4 separate regions of the Mus musculus genome follow, and all the other regions are linked to region 4. A link is a contact called in public HiChIP or PLAC-seq data. All regions are on one chromosome and are shown on one strand. Each heading gives the region's core, a stretch centred on a gene start, on an enhancer-like site or on the middle of the called end of the contact. The rest is flanking DNA. Distances are from core to core; before and after follow the strand shown. Region 1 has its middle 120 kb from the start of Mpdz. Region 2 overlaps Nfib (nuclear factor I/B). Region 3 has its middle 200 kb from the start of Gm11264. Region 4 has its middle 86 kb from the start of Gm11412.

The links. HiChIP or PLAC-seq counts read pairs in DNA pulled down with a chosen protein or histone mark.
Region 1: an H3K27ac HiChIP or PLAC-seq map of heart atrium shows a contact between it and region 4, with 5 times the contacts expected there. The contact joins two enhancer-like sites. A contact is called at or near these places in 1 of 15 datasets of contacts at CTCF or cohesin (the NIH/3T3 cell line), 6 of 484 Hi-C or Micro-C datasets (the HL-1 cell line, the N1E-115 cell line, cardiomyocytes and 3 more) and 2 of 115 datasets of contacts at active chromatin or transcription factors (the NIH/3T3 cell line and heart atrium).
Region 2: an H3K27ac HiChIP or PLAC-seq map of heart atrium shows a contact between it and region 4, with 4 times the contacts expected there. The contact joins two enhancer-like sites. A contact is called at or near these places in 1 of 15 datasets of contacts at CTCF or cohesin (the NIH/3T3 cell line), 1 of 484 Hi-C or Micro-C datasets (uterus) and 3 of 115 datasets of contacts at active chromatin or transcription factors (embryonic fibroblasts, fibro-adipogenic progenitors and heart atrium).
Region 3: an H3K27ac HiChIP or PLAC-seq map of heart atrium shows a contact between it and region 4, with 5 times the contacts expected there. The contact joins two enhancer-like sites. A contact is called at or near these places in 1 of 15 datasets of contacts at CTCF or cohesin (the NIH/3T3 cell line) and 1 of 115 datasets of contacts at active chromatin or transcription factors (heart atrium).

What each region holds. Positions count from the first base shown.
Region 1 is chr4:81,564,273-81,566,972 of GRCm38.p6, forward strand. No RefSeq gene overlaps it. Among named protein-coding and RNA genes, the nearest start is that of Mpdz, 120 kb to the left of the region's middle. Within about 2 kb of position 1,304, at least 33 of the 459 cell types and tissues checked have an H3K27ac peak or open chromatin away from gene starts, as enhancers often do. A contact at or near this core is called in heart atrium, where this site is marked.
Region 2 is chr4:82,314,898-82,317,597 of GRCm38.p6, forward strand. The region is part of intron 10 of Nfib (nuclear factor I/B); the gene reads right to left. Among named protein-coding and RNA genes, the nearest start is that of Nfib, 190 kb to the right of the region's middle. Within about 2 kb of position 1,449, at least 25 of the 459 cell types and tissues checked have an H3K27ac peak or open chromatin away from gene starts, as enhancers often do. A contact at or near this core is called in heart atrium, where this site is marked.
Region 3 is chr4:82,265,070-82,267,769 of GRCm38.p6, forward strand. No RefSeq gene overlaps it. Among named protein-coding and RNA genes, the nearest start is that of Gm11264, 200 kb to the left of the region's middle. Within about 2 kb of position 1,377, at least 20 of the 459 cell types and tissues checked have an H3K27ac peak or open chromatin away from gene starts, as enhancers often do. A contact at or near this core is called in heart atrium, where this site is marked.
Region 4 is chr4:81,828,752-81,831,451 of GRCm38.p6, forward strand. No RefSeq gene overlaps it. Among named protein-coding and RNA genes, the nearest start is that of Gm11412, 86 kb to the left of the region's middle. Within about 2 kb of position 1,425, at least 18 of the 459 cell types and tissues checked have an H3K27ac peak or open chromatin away from gene starts, as enhancers often do. A contact at or near this core is called in heart atrium, where this site is marked.

The DNA.
Region 1 (2,700 bases), core at 54-2,553, 260 kb before region 4:
GTAATAAAGGCTCCCAGGCTAGGAAATGGTTCACAATTTGTTAGTGGAACAGGAAATTTTTATTGGTAGTGGAGCATCCACATGACTGCTGATTTCTATTTATAAAATTCTTCGCATTTTTCCTTCAGGTTTACCAAGGGATTTGGTATTTTCTAAGACATTTAATTTGGTGTCTGGGTGCTTCGCTAAGTAAATAAACAGAAATTTTCTTTCTGTTGCTAGACAAAAAAAAAAAAAAAGTTTTCTTTTAGAAGTCAGTAGAGGGCGCTGTTGGCATTTGATTTGGCTTTCTAATACCGTAGATGTTCCCTTCTTAATTAATTCAATGTTTGAAATCAAACCTCCGTTTAAATGTAATGATATTAATATGTGAGAATAGATGTGTAAACGTGGAGATTTTCCATTCCCATTAAACCCACAGAACCAAAGGTCTCTAGTTCTCCTCTGAGCCCCTTTGAGAGTACTTATGTATAGAAATGTTGGCTGCTATACATTAAAGCTGCACACAGTTGAGTTCATGCATCCAGGCAATGATTCAACATTTTGGAGACTGATTGCAAGTCGGGGAAGAAGGCAGCTTCCTGTGGTTTTCAAGAAAAAGGGGGAGAAAAGAAGGCAAAAGAGACATTAGCCTTAGAGCCCTACTTTTTAAGTTTTTCAAAAGAAACATTCTATTTGCTAGGTTTAAGGTAAAATTTATTATAGTTAATCCAGGAGTAAATATGTTTTGCAGTTAAGATTCTAGGTACATTTGACACTATTTTTATCCTTAATTTTTAAAAAGTTATTCTATTCCTTCTATTCCAGTTTGAGTTCCTTGGCCACAGGCTATAAAGATTACCACAGTCCCAGTATTTGAAGGATATTTCTACTTTTGGTTCATAGACTTTCATTAAAATAGACTACAAAATAACAATCTCTAAGAACCCCACTCAAGTTTTGTATTTATTTGGCTGATACCTCTATGATGTGTGTGCACTAGCTGTAAGTAGGAAACCGTGGATCTGTGGGGAACCAATGAAGAGAGGATGGAGACTTTATTTTCAAAGGGCCTCCAAGAATAAATACACAGCCAAGCAGCCCAGGTGAGCAAAATGAATGCTGGCTTCTGATCCATCTAGAGTTTTCTCTGTAAAGTGAAGATGAACGTAAAGTGCGCAGCGTTTAAATCAGTGACATTAAAGACTTACCACTTTACCAATCCTAAAATAGAAAATGACTCTCGGGGACAGTGAAGGAGGCAGCCTTCTGTTTGTGGTATTGTAGCAACGGCTTCTGAGGCACCCCTCACACACATACCGCTGTTGCCCAGGGTGGAAGGCTCCTTCCCTGGGTTGCACAAAACAGGGCATGCAGTTGATCGTGTTTCTGAGTATACAAAGAAGTGCTACTTTCTGGGGACAGTAAAACACATTGCATTTTGCAAACAAAACATCAAGCCAAAGGCATGTCACTGTTCACAAAACACATGGAACTTGTTGGAAGGCAAAGGGAAAGAGATCGTTGGCGTTTTAGTGGAAAGGTAGAAAAGAACTATGATATCATCAGGCAGCATCGGGTTCTCTCCGATCGTTTACACTCTTTAGTGTGTCAGGGTTGGTCTGTGCTTGTGTTGATTTCCGGCCTTCCAATCGAGATTAGTTTTACTTTTCATTCTCATAGGAAAAGCGTGACTCTGTCGTTCAGGTAGAATCGAAAAACAAATAGAAATGCTTTGTGGTTCTTAAATGATCTAGATAGCTGGGCAAAAAGGCCCAGTACTATTGCAAGTATAATTTTAGGTGAAAATTTTGTTCCATGTGAAGCATTAATTTTAATAGAGACTTATATATAAATGCTCATTTGAATAATAATGTAAAATTAAATTTAAATTGTAAATACCGTCCAGTACTAGCTGTTTTCTGGCTCGAATTCTTCAGCACATATGGTGCTAGCATAAGCTTGTGCCTGTCTGCCTACTCTGGGTAATTTTGCATGCAAATAGTTTTAGTGCCTATGTTGAGGTGCTAAAACGTGTTTAGTACACTTGAAAATATTTGCATTGCAAAAGGAGAGTGAATCTCCTGAGGAAAATCGAATTGATATTTTGTATTAAGAGACCACTCTGGGTACCGTGTGGTCTTCTTCTATGAAGAATTCTGTTTACAGTACAGCTAGCATTTTTAATTGACCTTTAGAAGAAAAGGTCTGGCAATAGCTTTGCCAACTTTATAAACCGTTGGGCCATCTTCTGGCAACGTTCTTCACACGAATCAGTGGGGCAGAGAGAGAAGGACGTTATCTAGCGGCTTTTGCTGGACTGTCACTTCTCAAGCCTCAGTTTGGTGGACTGGTAAGAGAACTCTGAAAATTATAAACCCAGTTTCAGCTGGAATGAGCCTAACCAATTAGCTAACTAGCTAACCAACTAGCTCAGGGAAGGCTTGCATGCAGGGGAGCAGCCGTGGTTGCCGGGCGTGAGGCCCCACACAGGGTTCCATTTGCCTCAATCCCATCTGCTGCATTTACGGGAACCAGTTCGTTAAGTCTGAATTGAATCCAAATAAAATGCGTTTCTGACGCAAAGCCGATGACTGGTGCCATTCTCCACTGCATTATGTCAAATTAGAGTTTGTTTGGAAAAGAGGTTACAGAGAGCCTGTGCAAATGTCGCTTGCACGGAACATTGATCGAGTAAGAGTTCTGCACAAATTCAACCGC
Region 2 (2,700 bases), core at 199-2,698, 490 kb after region 4:
AAATCAAGACCACCCTGGTACCTGCAAGTCACAGTGTCAATATCTGAAGCCAAGGTTCTTGATACTTCACAGAATAAAGTTAAATGGGTATAAATAGTCCACGAAAATCACTGACTGTAAGTCATATGTTCAAGAGTTGGAAAATAAAGGATTCTTTCTTTCAATGGAAACTACTCAGGCCTGTAAGATTTAAGGTATCTAGCAATGCTAGAGGGATGTGTTCCTTTTCCTTCTGAAGGCTTGTTCAAAGTCAGAGGGCAACAGCCAAAGTCCTGACTTTAAACCTGGGTTCTTACCACACCCTACCTGGCCTGCTGCTGTCCCACCCCACCATGCCTGTCATGTCCCACCCTATCATGTCTGTAATGTCCCCTCCCCACCATGTCTGTCACTGTCCCACCCCACCATGCCTGTCATGTCTCCACCCCACCATGCCTGTCACTGTCCCACCCCAACATGCCTGTCATGTCCCCACCCCACCATGTTTGTCACTGCCCCACCCCACCATGTCTGTCACTGTCCCACCCCACCATGTCTGTCACTGTCCCACCCCAACATGCCTGTTATGTCCCCACCCCACCATGCTGTCACTCTCTCTTGCCTATCCTGAGCTTCATGTGCAGCTCAAATTGTTTGTAAATATCATCTTTAGAATTTTCCCACTAAGAGCCTTTTTTTCCAGTGTTTTTGCTGATTGAAATTTAAGGCTGCATTAAACATAATTTTATTTTGTCATTAATTAAAATGGTATATATAGAGTCTTGTCTTTGGTGACTAGGAAAAGTCAGTAAAGGAATGAATAATAAAAGACAGCCAGTTGAAGGAAGATTTTTTTTTTTCAATTTCTAAACTAGCCCTAAAGCTAAACATTTGCATAGCCATTAGACTGACTAAAACTTCCTTTAACTCTGTTCCCTTTTCATCAGGCATATGTGAAAAGTGACCTCTTACCATTTACATACCTACCCAGAAGTCATGTGATAGGCTTTTGCGTCATGCTGTCAATTATGATAACAGCCACAATAAGAATGGCCTGAGTGTTGATAGCCTGCTTCCGGGCTCTACAGAGAAGCCTGTTGATAGTCCACTTGTGTCCTTTTCCAATTGCTTGCTTCTAATGACTGACTTTTCAATGCTGGTTTTTTAATGTTCCAAGCTTTGGCTTTGTCATTTGCCAGGACAAATATTATAAGAGGATTTCACTTCATGTTTTAGTTAAAAAAAAAAAAGAAAGAAAGAAAGAAAGAAATCCTACAGAGGCAATTTCTTTAAAAGCTATTTTGTGTAACAGAAATCTTTAGTGTAATGAAAAGTACTTCCAAATTCTGCCCAGAAAAGTGTTGAAACCATTTCAGCTTCAGCGTAACTAGTCGATAACTGAACTTGCAATAACAGCGTTACATGGTCACACAGGAGATGTAATGTTGAAGCTCAAGCACCAATAAAACCCACAGTGACTAGGCACTCGGCCAGTACCTCTAGTCACAGATAGCACAGGCAGCCAGGACATCCTATTGAGACTGAGACCAAGCCCTATGTTTTTACAGTTAGGAGCTTCCTTGACTTAATTGTCTTATTTAAGGAAGGCAAAGGCAGCTCCCTATTTCGTCTGCCTATGATCTCCAGTGAGGTATTCAATGGCTGGTTAGACTGGTGTGGCCTCGTATAACTGTGTGGTGGGGTCTCTTATGGCTCACAGGAAGTGTTTTAGCTACAAGCTTTTAATTTCAATCTACAACAAATCTTGTCAAACTGTCATGGTGTCATTGGTGTGTATTACTAAGGTTTCTGCTGTGAAAGCAGCCTTCTACTGAACTGTAATTGATGATGAATAAGCTAGATTATTTTAAATTAATAAAGTTCCTATTATAGTAAGCAAATTATGAAGCTTAGCATATAAGGACCTGGTATTAATTTAACTGAATTTTCTCATAATATCCATTTATATTAACATTGTTAACCTGAATTATAAAATAATGTCTATACCTTCTAAGCCAACTCTAACATTCTGCTAGAGGGTTCCCATTTCCTCACGAAGATAAAATTTGGGATACAGAGTTCAGTCACTGTTGACAGGAAGGAGTGTGCACAGAGTGCTTGCGAGGCAGGAAGCAGGACTTCTACACAGGGAAGTCAGAGAAGGTGTGTTCAACATTCTGAAAGTGTTCCGAACCAAGACAAAGTGTTTGGCAGCAGAGAGCAGAGCCCAGTTTGCTAAAGCAGGACCTCAGAGTTCTTCAAGCCACCACACCATCTTCCAACACAAAAGTTATAGCAGAAAGAAGCTCTAGGTGAAACAGTTCTGGTTTGGAGATTTCTCCTACATCACTGGCAAATACAGTAAGCCAGTTAATGATCCCAAAGACAGGCCAGCGCCAGGCCTCAATGCCCAAGGCAGTGACATCCCATCAAGGCACGTCCTGATCAGTTATATGAGCTGAGGCTTACTCTCCACAGGGAGGGTTATTGTTAGTGCTAAGCTAGCAACTTCTTTACACAAACCTTCCTGAAACACTTTACGTAATTAAGTGACTTTATTTTTTTATATTCAAGTGAGATATTGTATTTAGATGATAGGTGAAATTCCAACATCAGAAGGGGAAAAAAATCACAAAAACTAATATTTCAAGGCAGTTAGGAACTGGCATTAACCAGAAGTAATCATTATTAAAAGGAGGTTGCAGATATGCAATGACTAAT
Region 3 (2,700 bases), core at 127-2,626, 440 kb after region 4:
TTAACTAAGCGTTTGCTTGAGGTGTCTAGCCAATATGAAGTAGGGTTGGGTTCAGATCTGATCTCTAATGTTCCTGTTCTCAAACAGAGGCCTAGGATATGATTTAATGTCTCAGTTCCCTAAATAGTGTTCTGAATAAAGGGATATGGAGTATGTGTGAACATTTTCCCAAGTATACATAGGAAATAAAAATCAAAGGAACTTCAGACCATTGAATATGTGTTACTTGGGCTACCATAACAAAATACTTTAGTCTGGGTGGCTTTAACCACAGGAATGTATTTCTTGTCTTTCTGCAGACTGCAAGGCTGAGGTCAAGAAGTCAGCGGGATCAGTGTCTGATGAGCAGCCTTTCCTTGAAAGAGACATAATCACCTTTTTGTTATGTCCTCAAATGACAGAAAATGAGCTCTGCTCTCTTCTCTCTTCCTTTCGGGGCATTAATACCGTCCTGAGGGCGTCTCCCTCACGACTTCATCTAAACCTGACTTCCTCCAAAAAGGTGGCATGCCTGATCGCATCACCCTGAGATATGGGGCTTTAAAATATGAGTGGGGAGGAGATCTGTAAATAAACATTGGATTCTTCACACCACAAGATCTTAACTGACAATGTATTTCCCTGGAATAAACGGAAGAGATGGCGACTCTAAGGCTGCTCGATGCTTACCTGCCATCACTGAGGTTCTCTGAGATCACATTCATGAAACTGTATACCATCAACATCTTTATCCTTCCCATTTACCTTTGCAATCAGTTTATCAACGTCGTCAACAAATCAAGATAGCCACGTGAAATATACTTGAGTCAGAGAACGGCAGGAGGCAAGTAAGACCACACACGTGGGATGTTTTGACTGTTTTGACTTTCCTATACAGTTCTAATTCCAGTGATTAGATTCATGAATTCTTGGTGCTAGGATTTTACCCACATACACATACAAATGAACACATCTGAAGAAAACACCTTGCTAGCATACAGCTGAGTCTAGAGCAGGCAGCGCTGTTTCTGGTCTCAGCTGCTGCTTTTAGATTCTTGATTAAGTGGCATTGTCCTTTAAATGACCTTGATGTTGTGGGAGTCGCAGACTGGACTCATCCTTCCTTCAAACTGGGACTGCCAACCAAACGCAAGGTTCTCGGCCTTTGCACTCTCAACTTCTGAGGCTTCCTCTCACAGTTTCTGTTTGCTGATTTGTAAATCCACATGATCCAGGATTCTTTGGAGAAATTTCTTCTCCTGAGGTGAAGTTGTCTGTGAATTCTCTCTGCAAAGGTCCCACACAGGCTGCTGGGAAATGGTGTTTTATAAAGTTCTCTGAATCTTGGTGGAGGAAAAAGCCTACAAGTTCAGGAAGCCACCCCCATTATTCAGGATTCCTTTCCCAGGACTGCTTCCTGCCTGGCTCCCTCCATCAGATATGCCTCTGCAGCAGCCAGAGTCAACCTTCACTGCTTAGCCTGAAGATTTCCTTTTTAACTCTTTCATGCCAATGGTCATGTTTAGCTCAAAATGAAGTGCAACAGATTAAAACCAGTGCAAACTAGCCCAACATGCCTTTACTGTCAGCAAAAGAAGATTGTAAATGCTCGTTGCAAATGGCTTCCTTGTGAAGAAAAAAATATATACCATGTCCAAGATGTCACAGCACGGGCTGCTCTTATTTGGGGGGGGGGTATCATTTCCAGGGAAAAATTCAGTTATGTTTTATGTAGAGGGAAAGACTCCCAAGACATAACAGATCACCAGATAGGTGAAATCTTTGTAAATGCTTTATACATGGGTTTAAATTTGAATCATAAAACTATCCTCCTGAGTATGAAGGGTTAATTACTGTATGGAGTCTTAATCACCATGTTTCTAAAATGGAAAAACAAGGACCTATTGTCCAGGTCCTGCAGGAAGATCAGAGATATGCATGTGTATGTGTGTGTATATGATGTACATGCATATGTATATGATTATATATATATATATACATATATATATATATATATATATATGTATGTATGTATCACTTAGTAGAGACACTCACAATTAATAGATCCCTGATAACTGGTAACTAAAGCCAGGGCATCGTGGTACCCACCTGTAATCCTAGCACTTTTGAAGATGAAGGGAAGAAAACTGAGTTCAAAGCCAGTCTAACATACAGAGATCTTGTCTCAAAAACACAATGAATCGCAGCTATTTTATTTAGTCATTCATTCACTCAGTTCATTCGGTTACCACATTCAAGTATGTGTATGGGGGCATGTAACATGGCAGATGCGTGTAAAGTTCGGAAGACAGCTTTGGGTGTCAACCCTTGCCTCTCCTCTGTGTGAGATGGGGTCTCTTTTGTGTCCTTTGTATTTTACTAATCCCCTGTGATATTTCTCAGGCCAGGTATAGTTGTTTTGAGATTAGACCGAGGAGCAGTTACTTAAGTAATACAATCGACCTCTACCGGAAGGGGAATCTTCCAGCAACTGTAGCTCCTTTGAACTTGAACTTCTCGAAGACTCATCCTTCCTATCCAATCAAGTCCCTTACTTAGATCCTTGGGCAAGAACCTAAAAGAGACCAGTATTTTACCTTCAGAATCCCCTGAATCAGGTAACAAACACAAAGAGTCTTCAGTCAGCTCCCTGCACCCCACCCCTACCCCCGCCCCCGCCCCTGCCCCCGCCCCAATGTAAAAGCCGAAAGTAAGAAAGGA
Region 4 (2,700 bases), core at 175-2,674:
GGACAGTGTCAAGTCAAAGATGCATTAAAACAAGTGGACTGTTAGTTGAATCCAGGGGATCAGATTTTTGAGATAGTTGGGGTCCAGGGAACCAAGAGAGCCAGTTGAAGCAACAGAACTAGAAGCAAAGCCAGGATAAGAAGCAAAGGGAGACAGGAGGTGGGTGATGGATTTGGCAGCCTCTGGGATCCGGAGGAATGCTATGTGGGTAGTCTGTGGGCACAGCACTCTCTGGAATATGTACACATACCCTCCACCCCAATCCATCAGCTCAGTAGATCCAGCCTAACTTTATCCTAGTGAAAACTCAAAATCTCACTTGACACTTTCTTGGATGTCCTTGTGTAATATGTAAAGAATTCAGACAAGATGAAAAGTCCTTAAAGCTCCACAGAGTCAACTACTTCTTCTACTCCTTCTGGATCCCAGAAACTTGATGTAAAGGTTTAGTGGGTCCTTTGAATGTAGGCAATTGTCTATACTATCTTGTGAGCTGTTCTTATTATTATAGTTATTAAGACTGTATACAACTTAACTGAAAGTGACTGAACCACAGGATTTTACACTTCAATAATTTTGTTGTCAGCATCATATGGATGATATTGCCACAAGAGGGAAAACTCTGCAAGAATATTTAATAAAAATAACTTTGGTAATAATCAGTGAAAAATAGAATTATTGAAATCATAAATGTAAAAGGCTTTGACAAATAAATATTTATAATTAAGGGAATTAGTGAGATGAGCATTGTACATGGTAGACATTTGCCTTTTTACTCAGTTGTCCAACTTTGCAAGGCCAGAGTCATATTATAATAAACGACATAGCTGAGGCATGCAGGTGTACATCAGAGAAGAAAAGTGTCTGGGGACTGTGTTCATGGTTGGTGTTTTTGTTTGGTAGGGCTTTTTAAAAAGGTCAATAAAAGACAAGATGGATTCCATTCTTCAGAAGGCCCAACTTCATTATCGTGGAGAGTACTGGGTAGTGGTAAGAGACTTCCACTTTAGTACAGACTCAAACCTGAGCCAGCAGCACATCCATTTCTGATCTTAAAGGAGGATAGGTCCTGTTCCTGAGGATGGGGGAAATGGAACACAGTCACCGATCCATGCATCCATGGTTTTAACACAACAACAATTAACAACAACAACAACAACAACAAAAAATCCCAGATATACGTGGCATTCATTAAGTCACAGGGCAAGGAAAAGCCAGAAACTGAAACTATAACACATTCAACTCCCATGTGGAAAAAAGACATTTGAGGACAGAGATGTTAAGTGCAAGAGATAGAACATGGGAAAACATGATTCACCATTCTTAGTAAAGTAGAGGCGACAAACCATCCTGGAATGTTAGTCGGTTGCCAGTCAGTGAGTTCCTGCCTTGTACTCTTGCCCTGATATGGGTCAGCCTGCAGGGCTCTCCTTATCTTTGTCTCTAGGAGGCCCAGGCTAATGGCATTTCCTTTTCTCCAGTTTTCATGAGGACCAAATCAGGAAAGGGGGCATGGAAAAGTAAACAAGACTCCTTCAGCTACATCCCGGATCTGAGTGGGTACACTCTGCTAACTTTGCATTGGTAAACTTTACACACATAAAGTCCCCAAGTTTAGTTAGGAAGAGAACAAACCCTCTGTGCCCAAAGAGAGAAAATTAGCATTTATGAATTTCTCCTTGCACAACAAATCCTGTGATTCCAAAGATACTGTTGACACTCCTATATACTAGTTAATTGTAGTTCTCCATTCTCAAGACCTGCTTTCTGCTACACAGAGATCAAACTCTTTTTGTGGCTTCTTTTGGTCTGTTAACCTCAAAATGACAGGTATTCTAAAAGGATCAGTTAGCCAAATGAACATTCAAATGAAGAAAGGCAATTTGCTGGCTCACAGCCAGCCTGAAATCCCATTATAAAGTTAGTGCATAGTCAGCTGCGCTGAGGGATGCTCTTTCTTGAGTGCTGATCCAACCCGTTTTAAAGTCGGCTTCATGTCCTTATCTTTTTCATTTCACAGCTGTCAGTGTCTCTCCTTTTACTTTGTCTTTCTTGGCCACACCTAGACATCTAGTGCAACATCCTCCTTAGAAGCATACCAGGTTCTCAACCCTCAGCTCTGACCTATAAACACTACAAATAATTAAAAGGAGCAGTGATTGAGGAATAATTAAGCAGGGATGTTCTGTGATAGAGTATGATCATATCATAGATAGGTAAGTAGGTAGATAGATAAATGGTAATTTAAGGTTTTTAGAGAAAGTTGTAGGTGCATATATTTCCATGTTAAATTCAGGGTTTTTAGTTCCTTCACTGAGTATTATAAATATTTCAATTCTCTTTATAGTCTCCTAGGATAAATATAAAAATACTTATAGATTTATTATGGACTCTAAATGAAGGCACAGTTATAAAGCTGTGTATAGAATCATCAAAACCAATGGCAGCAATAAGGGACACTCAGATATTGTCTTTGTTTGCTTTCTATTGCTGTGATAACATGCTGTAACGAAATGTGGAGGAAAGGGTTTATTTGGCTTACAGTTCCACATCACAGTCCTTTATCAAAACAAGTCAAGGCAGGAACCTGGAGGCAGAAACTGAAGCAGAATCGAAGAAGGAACTCTGCTTACTGGATTGCTCCTCCATCCTTCCTCAGCCTGCTTTTTAATAGCACCCTGGAGTACCTCCACAGCGGTA